Regions from separate parts of the Mus musculus genome. Here all the other regions are linked to region 1. Evidence: chromatin contacts called from public HiCAR-type and promoter capture Hi-C data. All regions are on one chromosome and are shown on one strand. The core of a region is the stretch at or near the end of the contact, and the rest is flanking DNA. Distances in the headings are between cores, read along the strand shown.

Region 1 (2,810 bases), core at 211-2,710:
GGGGCATTGCTCTATCCTCTTACACCCTACCCCCCACCCCTTAGGGTTGGAGCAGCAGAGACCTCATCTTTTACCTGTGTGGTTGTCCAGGGTTCCAGGTTCCCTTCCCAACCCTCCTGCCTCCCCCCCCCCCAGCTCTCCAGCCAAGTTTTGGCCCTCACCCTGGGGTCCTTACCACGGCTACAGAGTATCAGGGTCTGTCTCCTACTACATTTCACTGTAACAATTAAAGAGAGAGATTACAACCTACTCTACCTTCAGAAGTATCTTTCAGTTTTTTCCCCCCTTCCTGGTGATCAGTGTGGTTGGTGTCTCAGAATTCCTTCCAGGTAGCTAGGAAGGTGGGTAGATTCGGAACATCACTTCTGGAGTGGGCACAGGAGATGGTTAGTTCCAGGCCAGCCATAGGAGCCAAGGATACAAATGTCCCCAAAATACATAATTAAGTACATCCACTGCTGCTCTAGAGGACCCATGTTGATTCCAGTCCCAGGGAGTCCTACATCCTCCTCTCTCTCGCTGGGCCACCAGGCACACATGTGGTGCACAGCCACACGGACAAACAATATGCCCGCACATGTGAAAGAATTTTGAAAAATAAGTTGGAGCCAGGTATACTAATACTATTGCACACCTTTAATCCCAACATTTGAGAAGCAGAAGCAGGGAGACCTCTGTGGATTTGAGGCCAGCCTGGGCTACACAACGAGTTTCAGGCCATCCATGAGGGCTGCTTAGTGAGACATTGATTTTAAAAAAGAGGGGGTGGGGGCTGGAGAAATGGCTCAAATGTTAAGAGCACTGGCTGCTCTTCCAGAGAACCCTGGTACAATTCCCAGCACCCACAACTGTAACTTCAGTTCTTGGGGATCCAACACCTTCATAGATGTACATGCAGGCAAAACAACAATGCACATTAAAAAAAAAAAGGAATCATTAGGAAAAGGGAAAAGGTTTAAAAAGATATTTTAAAAGACTAGGCTGAAAAGAGCCAGTCTGGGCAGTGAGCAAGGAAGTCGTAGAATTACCATGGGCCAAGGGCATCGGCTGCTTGTCAGCAGAAATACCGTAGGCTCGTTGGGGCTTTCGGGAGATGGGAAATATTCTAGGGGTTCTGCTGGCTGGTGCTGAGGGTCTGACAGGATATGCTTCTGGGAGAAAGTCCCAACTATGACATTGTGCCAGGATGTAGGATGGCTCCAAGACTGAGGATTGAACAGATGGCCAAACCACTGACATGCGGTGGTCTTTGAGGACGAGCAGGTGAACGCCTTCTAACTTCTTCCTTCACCCGGGAGCAGTCCAAGGTTAGCTCAGCACCAGCACAGCCTCTAGGCTCGCCTGCGTCAGCGGAGGCAGTGCGACTCACTCCTGTAGGGGGTGCAGTGGAGACGTGGTTGCCGCCAAGCGCACATGTGCGTCATCGGACAGGGGGCTGGGCCTCCAGAACCCGGAAGCTGGGGACCCACGTGGGAGGCTGGGAGGTGACTGTCTTGGCTCGAGGGTCAGGTTGTGGGCAGTCCTTGTGAGGGGACGAAGTGTGGGAGGTCAACGGGTCCTCCCCAGCTGTCTGTCAGTGGAGTCTCGGGCGCTGCTGGAGCAATGCGGCGACTCTGGACGGTCGGGTGCTTCAGTCGCCTGATTGCCCGCCATTTCTCCTCGGTGGCTCGGCGCGGGGAACGGCCTGGCGGGGAGGAGCTGAGTCGCTTGCTTCTGGATGACCTGGCGCCGGCCCAGCGGCTGGAACGTCTATTTGGCTTGTCCCCATGCCTCCTGGCCTTGCGGGCTGCCCGTCGGCGCGTGGCCCGGCTCCTGCTCCAGGCCGGTAAGGCTGGGCTGCAGGGGGAGCGAGCCGAGCTGCTCCGGGTGGCCGAGGCTCGGGGCATCCCTGTCTTGAGGCCCAGGCGTCAGAAACTGGATGCCTTGTGCGGCTACCAAGTGCACCAGGGCGTGTGCATGGAGGTGAGCCCGCTGCGACCCCGGCCTTGCGATGAGGCGGCAGACACGAGCTCAGGCGACGACCCTCAGCAGCTGTGGCTCGTCCTTGAGGGGCTCCAGGATCCCCGCAATCTTGGGGCTGTGATGCGCTCCGCTCACTTCCTCGGCGTAGACAGAGTCATCACCAGCCAGAGAAACAGGCACGGACGTCCCTTAATTCAGTTTACGCCCAATCTGGAGGCGGAGCCAAGCTCCTAAGCACTGGGCGGGGAGCCCCGGGGTGTGTAGGGCGCGGGGCTAGAGATTTTCTGGTTTTAACACGGATCGTGGGGATCCTTTGCAGCTGTCCGCTTACTCCAGTAGTCAGCAAGGCCAGCGCTGGGGCTATGGAGGTGATGGACGTGTTCGCCACTCCTGACCTGCCCGGTTTTTTGCAGGTAAAATGGGGCGAGAGGGGAAGAAGAGGCGGAGGCGATGACTCTAGTTAGGGATGTTAAAGCTATCTCCAACGCAGTGGATTGGGGGAGGAGGAAGAGAAGGGACGTGGTGGCATTGATTCCTACGACCTTCTAAGTCCCACCAGGAAAGATCCCAGGGCCTTTTAAATAGAGCATCGTCTGAAGTTAGGGATTTCCTCGTCTCATTTACTACACGCCATGGCCACCTGTGTCGGCAAGTCAATGTCTGACAACCGTGGGACTTCAGCAGTACTCCAGGGAGCTGGTGGACTGGAGTCGTGGGTACCCGGAAGCTCAACTTCAAAGCGATTTAAACAAGGCTTTCCAAGGGGCGAGCTTTAGTGTTCTTTAGCTGTGTGTTTCCTAGCTAGACTCTAGGGGGCAGCATTGCCCCGCATTTGGCAGTCCCTCCAC
Region 2 (2,742 bases), core at 78-2,577, 530 kb before region 1:
TGACTGCTCTTCCACAGGTCCTGAGTTCAATTCCCAGCAACCACATGGTGGCTCACAACCATCTGTAATGGGTTATGAAGCGCTCTTCTGGTATATCTGAAGACAGCGACAGTGTACTTACATATATAAAAATAAATAAATCTTTAAAAAAAGAAAAATAAAGAAATGCAAATATAAAGCTCAGTGGGACATAACATACCAGCAGTTCCAGTTCCCAGGAGGCTGAGGCAAGGAAATTGCCTTGAGTTCAAGGGCAATGTAAGCCTGAGATTCTTAGTATTTTATTTTTAAAAATATAATAATAATAATAATAATAATAATAATTTAAAAAGCTGGTCACAGGTGGTGATGCATATGCATGCCTGAGAGGCAGAGGCAGGAGGATCAGGAGTTCAAAGTCAACCTTAAGGGCACAGCCATATAAAGACCAGATGGCCCATGTGAGCCTCAGAACAAATACACGTAACAGGATACCACTCTGCCTTCAGATAAATCTGTTGAGGACAGATAAAACTGTGTAGCCACATTTAAATAATATTTTAACCTCCAGCTATTGTAACGTAATCACCAGCGTGTAAACAAATTTGGAATATAAACTCGTATAATATAAGGAGCCTCTGGATTTTCCCACAGTCTAAGTAAGTCCCAGACCTTGACTATCTAATGAGTTTCTGAATCATAGAGGTGGTTTGGAGAGTACAGAGTCTGCTTCATTATGGTTAAAGGGGGACTGGCAACAGAACTAAAGATGTCTTACAAGGCTCAGGAAAGCCCACAGCCTAAAAGCATCACTTTTAAGAAGGGTTCACTGTACCACCTCATTTGAAAAACCCCAAACTGTTGATCCCCACATTCCTATACAACCCAAACAACCCATTGTCCCAACTAGTCCAGCTACCCCTTTCTTAGGCAGTACCTTTCACCAGACCCCTCAGTACTCTCATCTTCATTCCACCCTCTATTACCCGAACCAGTCTCCCCACCTCTGTCCTTTAAAGGCCTTGTCACTTGAGAACAGCTCCTCGAAAGCCCCTCGGGCCCCACTCTCCCCAAAGTCACGGGAACAACACTCCACACTTCACCTCCAAAGCCCTACCACCACTGCCCCCGGCCGCCCTCTGGCCTCTTGCCCAGCTCTCCTCCAGTTTCAGCACCTTTCCCCGTCAACTGGGGCTGGTCAAGCCCTGTTTCCTCATGCTGCCTGTCCCTTTCCCTCTCCAAACCTCCCCTAAGCCAAAGACCCGCCAGCCCTCTCACCGGCCGCTCCGCCGGTAAACGCTGTTCTCCAGCTTCAGGCTCACTGTTTGGAGTCTCCCTCGTGATTGACGGCTAGCACTTCCTACCACGCCTCGGCGGAACCACCGCATCAGCCAATCCCAGGAGCAAACTGGCCCCGGCGCGGCACCGCCCTTGGAGGTCAGCTTCGCCAACCAGCGAGTAGGAAAGAGGCGGACCCGCCTTCAGAATCCATCCAATCCGCTGGGGCTGGAGGGAAAACACAACAGTATGGAAGTTCGGGTGAAGCGGGTGGGTCAGGTTCGGTTGTGAATGCAGGCGGCAGGGGAGAAAAGGCAGGCGTGTCTGCGGGCCTGGAAGAGGCACCTTGGTGGATTTTCTGTTTTAAGGAAACGCTACATGCACCAAATACCTGCGGACCTCAGCCAGAAGTCTCCAGCGAGGAGCCCGAAGCCAGGTATACTGGTGTGTTTACATCGAATTCTCGCGACAGCTGATTTGAAGCTAAAAGCACGTGGACGTGGCAGCTGCCAATCACTTTTACCTGACCACTCAGGCTGCCCGAGCCCGCCCTCCACCCCGCCCGCGGCGCTGTGTTTACCTTCCGGGAGTCTAGGCTGGCAGTCCGTGTTCAGTCCCCTGCTGAGTACGTCTTGCTCTGAATAAGGGGGCCTGTAAGAAATTTTGTTGGAGTCCTTAATGGTTACTGTCATAGGAATGGATGTTCGTGAACATCTGGAAATGGAGAGGCCCCAGACTTTGGAAGGGGGAACTTGTTGCACAATATAGGGATCCATAGAGAGTCTAAGAAGACTACCTGGGGCTTTGCAAGATGGCATTGGATACGTCTTAAGGGTTCATGGAGTCTCAAGTAGTCGTAGGCCGGGAGCTCTTGCTTAAAGAAACCCACAATCACACTCCTAGCTTTCCCATATATCTTTCCCCTGAGCACCTAGTAACCTGTACCAAAATCTCTTTTTATGGGATTCCAGTAACACATGCACTATATTCCCTATATTCCCAGCACTGGTGTACATAACAAGTTCTAAGCCAGTCCAGTGCCACCAAGTTTGAAAACACTGTCCCTTCCAAAAAATCTTTTTTAATAAGATATAATTCTTTTAAAAATAATAAACGGGCCTGGAATTTGGACATGATGCTCCTGCCTAGATGTGGACTAGGCGGCTAGGTATGACCAACAAGGAATTCGTAAAAGTACCTTTGCCTATCATACAGGTTAAAGTAGACTTTTTAGGCATGTCATCAGTGTCAAGAGTTAGCTGGAGGTCGTGGTCAAGGCCAAAAAAACTCATTTCCATGGCCATATGTCTTAGTTAGGGTTTCTATTGCTGTGACGAAACACCAAGACCAAAAGAAACTCGCTGGCTGGGCAATGGTGGGGCACTCCGAACTCCGAGCACTTGGGAGGCAGAGGAAGGCAGATTTCTGAGTTCGAGGCCAGCCTGGTCTACAGAGTGAGTTCCAGGACAGCCAGAGCTACACAGA
Region 3 (2,730 bases), core at 202-2,701, 720 kb after region 1:
ATTATTGTTATTATTTAGGTATACATTTGTGCTCCTGTGTGTATGCCTGTACACATATATCTGGAAGTCAGATGGCAACCTTAGGAGTCATTCTTCAGGTGCTGCCCCGTCTTTTTCTTGAGACAGCCTCTCACTCTAGCCAGAACTTGCCAGGTAGACTAGACTAGATGCACAGTGAGCCCTGGGGATGTGGCTGTCTCCAACTCCCCGAGAATTGTAAGTATGTGCCACCACGCCCAGCCTTTCTTTCAAGTGGGTTCAGGTTAAGAGCTTTACCGACTGATCTGTTTCCCCAGCTCCGCTTCCCATGTTAGAAATGGAGACAGCGTCTTACATAGCCTAGAGTCCCAAACTTGCCTTATAGCCAAGGAGAGTTTTGGGTTTTTTTTTTTTGGTTTTTCAAGACAGGGTTTCTCTATGTAGCCCTGGCTGTCCTGGAACTCACTCTGTTATCAGGCTGGCCTCGAACTCAGAAATCTGCCTGCCTCTGCCTCCCAAGTGCTGGGGTTAAAGGCATGCACCACCACCGCCCAACTTTTTTGTTTGTTTGTTTGGTTGGTTGGTTGGTGTTTTTTTTTTTTTTTTTTTTTTTTTTGGCAAGGATAGTTTTGAACTCCTGATTCTATGTCCAGCTCCTGGGTGCTGCATTTACTGGGATGTGTCACTTTCCTCCACACTGGAGACTGAGTGTTGTGAACTGTATGATACACAGATAACTGCTCTTAAAGAGACTATTTGGGAAGCACTGGAGATCAAGGGCGTGTCTTCCTGGCAGCACACTGTCAGTACCTTGTTTATGGCTCTGAGCTCTTTGAGTAGCCTTTCTGACAGCATAGCCATGGCTGACACATGCTGTCCCCAGCAATCTCTCAGAACAATAACTAAAGTAGTCCAAGAGCCCAAGAGACTCAGGAAGGAACAAGAAGGAACGTTTAAGCATACCTGGCACACGGAGGGGCACAGATTGGTGGGAATCGGGACATTGATTCAAGCTTGGGCTTGCTTCTGAGTCACTGTGGAATCCTGGGCAAGTCCTTGGAGTCCTGTTTCTTTGTGTCCCATATCAGTGAAGAATGACACCAATTAGTCAGGGTGTACATGTGTCCAGTGGATGATGGTGTGCAATGCAGGCTGGTGTTATTATTCCATACCATTGTACTTCTAATACAGCTGGGCATTAGCAACATTCCTTTCAGACTCCCTCACTCATAATACTGAAAGGAATTTGGGCTGATGCCAACAAGCTTTCTTTGTGTCACCCAAAGATTTGTGTTGATTCATGGAATTTATCCAATAAAGTCAGCTTTGTAGTCTATTATAGAGTCATGGGTGCAATAGAGTGATAGTTAATTACATTCCAAGTATACCAGAAGGTTCCTACCATGGGTCCAGGAAACGCATGTCCCGTACAGCAATGTCTGAGGAAAATAAGGAAGTTCTGTAGTCTCGTGAGTGGTACTGTCTCCTACCTTGTTGACATAAGCTATTGCTGGTGCAGAAAGAAACGAGGACTCATTAAGTCTCCAGTCTTGTGACACTGTGAGATTTCCAGGCAGATGCTTAGTGAGCCGGCCCACTAGGCTCACCTCTTTTTATCTGCGGAAAAAAATCTCTCTAAATATGTGGACAACCCCTTTCTTAAAATGTCCCAGGGTCCTAAACTTATGGGTGGATCGTCTTTCTGGTTATTGTCCTATAACCCAGGGAAGTGAAGGCACCAGGCACTGTGGGCTGAGTCAGGGTTTGCAAGGCTTCTCAGGGTTATATGCTAGCATAGTTTGCGCTCCCTCTGGCTGGTTGGTTTCAGACTAACTCTGTCGCCAAGGCTGACTTAGAACTTGCCCTGTGGATCAGGCTGTCCTGGAATCCTGCTGTGTCCGTCTGTTTTCACACACTGATACTTCACTCATGTGCCACCATGCCAAACATGCATGCCATCTCTCTGTGAAACTTCACTTCATCAAGGCTCCTCTGCCAGCCATGGACCCCCTTTATTCTCCACAGTGTATTTCTTCTATTTAAATTCCCAGCTTTTAGACCTTTAACTGTATACCAGAGGTCCAGCAGATCTTTCTGCATTCACTTGTTACTGTCTCTCATTTTATAGAAACCAGTTGTATATGCATAGGTAGAAATGCTATAATAATACTAACATTAATACTACTATTAATAGCTAAGATATATTTCATTTACTGTTTGCCAGGTGCCATTTTAAGTCCTTCACATATATGAATTTTTTTTCTATTGGAACAGGGTCTTGCTATGTAACCTAAGCTGCTCTCAAACTCTTTTTTTTCTGTTTTAGCCTACTGCATGGCTTATGGTATGCACCACTTCACTTAGCTCTGTGAAGTCATCTAATACTTACAAGACCCTCTGAGTTGAGAGTTACCATTATTTTGGCTTTACAGATGGAGAAACTGGAAATTATATACAAGCAGCAAGTAGCAGAACCATTCTCAAGTCTGTCCTTAGCATTGTACAATACCATCAAGATTTTGTTGGTTTTGAGGGTGTTTTGCGGGGGTAATTTATTTAGTTCTATGTGTGTGGTATGTGTGTGCATGTGTGTATGCCATGACACTAATATGGAGGTCAGAGGACAACTTGTAGGAGTTGGCTCTCTTCTTCCATCATGTGAATTTCAGGGATCAAAGTCAGATTGTCTGGTTTGGTGGTATGTGTCTTTATTACTGAACCATCTCAGTGGCCCCTCTTTTTCGTTTGTTT

Evidence for each region. Promoter capture Hi-C pulls out the DNA fragments that hold promoters and counts their contacts. HiCAR-type assays count read pairs that join an accessible place to other places.
Region 2: a contact with region 1 is called in a promoter capture Hi-C map of erythroid cells, with 12 times the contacts expected there. The contact joins the promoter of Bcas3 here to the promoter of Mrm1 in region 1. A contact is called at or near these places in 1 of 39 promoter capture datasets (erythroid cells), 6 of 484 Hi-C or Micro-C datasets (CD8 T cells, embryonic stem cells, natural killer cells and 2 more), 1 of 115 datasets of contacts at active chromatin or transcription factors (memory CD8 T cells) and 2 of 9 other capture datasets (macrophages and pancreatic islet).
Region 3: a contact with region 1 is called in a HiCAR-type map of astrocytes, with 6 times the contacts expected there. The contact joins the enhancer-like site here to the promoter of Mrm1 in region 1. A contact is called at or near these places in 7 of 39 promoter capture datasets (the 3T3-L1 cell line, the HPC-7 cell line, cranial neural crest and 3 more), 2 of 15 datasets of contacts at CTCF or cohesin (embryonic stem cells and large pre-B cells), 2 of 484 Hi-C or Micro-C datasets (bone marrow-derived macrophages and stem cell-derived motor neurons), 18 of 115 datasets of contacts at active chromatin or transcription factors (PVALB interneurons, T-cell acute lymphoblastic leukemia, astrocytes and 15 more) and 1 of 9 other capture datasets (liver).

The regions. Positions count from the first base shown.
Region 1 is chr11:84,818,165-84,820,974 of GRCm38.p6, reverse strand. Mrm1 (mitochondrial rRNA methyltransferase 1) reads left to right here and starts at 1,460. Exons shown (of 5, transcript NM_145433.1): 1 at 1,460-2,138; 2 at 2,282-2,375. The coding sequence starts at 1,603. Dhrs11 (dehydrogenase/reductase (SDR family) member 11) reads left to right here. Exons shown (of 7, transcript NM_177564.5): 7 at 1-247.
Region 2 is chr11:85,351,749-85,354,490 of GRCm38.p6, reverse strand. Bcas3 (breast carcinoma amplified sequence 3) reads right to left here and starts at 1,327. Exons shown (of 24, transcript NM_001166643.1): 1 at 1,258-1,327.
Region 3 is chr11:84,099,847-84,102,576 of GRCm38.p6, reverse strand. The region is part of intron 8 of Tada2a (transcriptional adaptor 2A); the gene reads left to right. Among named protein-coding and RNA genes, the nearest start is that of Tada2a, 28 kb to the left of the region's middle. Within about 2 kb of position 1,451, at least 21 of the 459 cell types and tissues checked have an H3K27ac peak or open chromatin away from gene starts, as enhancers often do. A contact at or near this core is called in astrocytes, pancreatic cancer cells, stem cell-derived neural progenitor cells and 1 more, where this site is marked.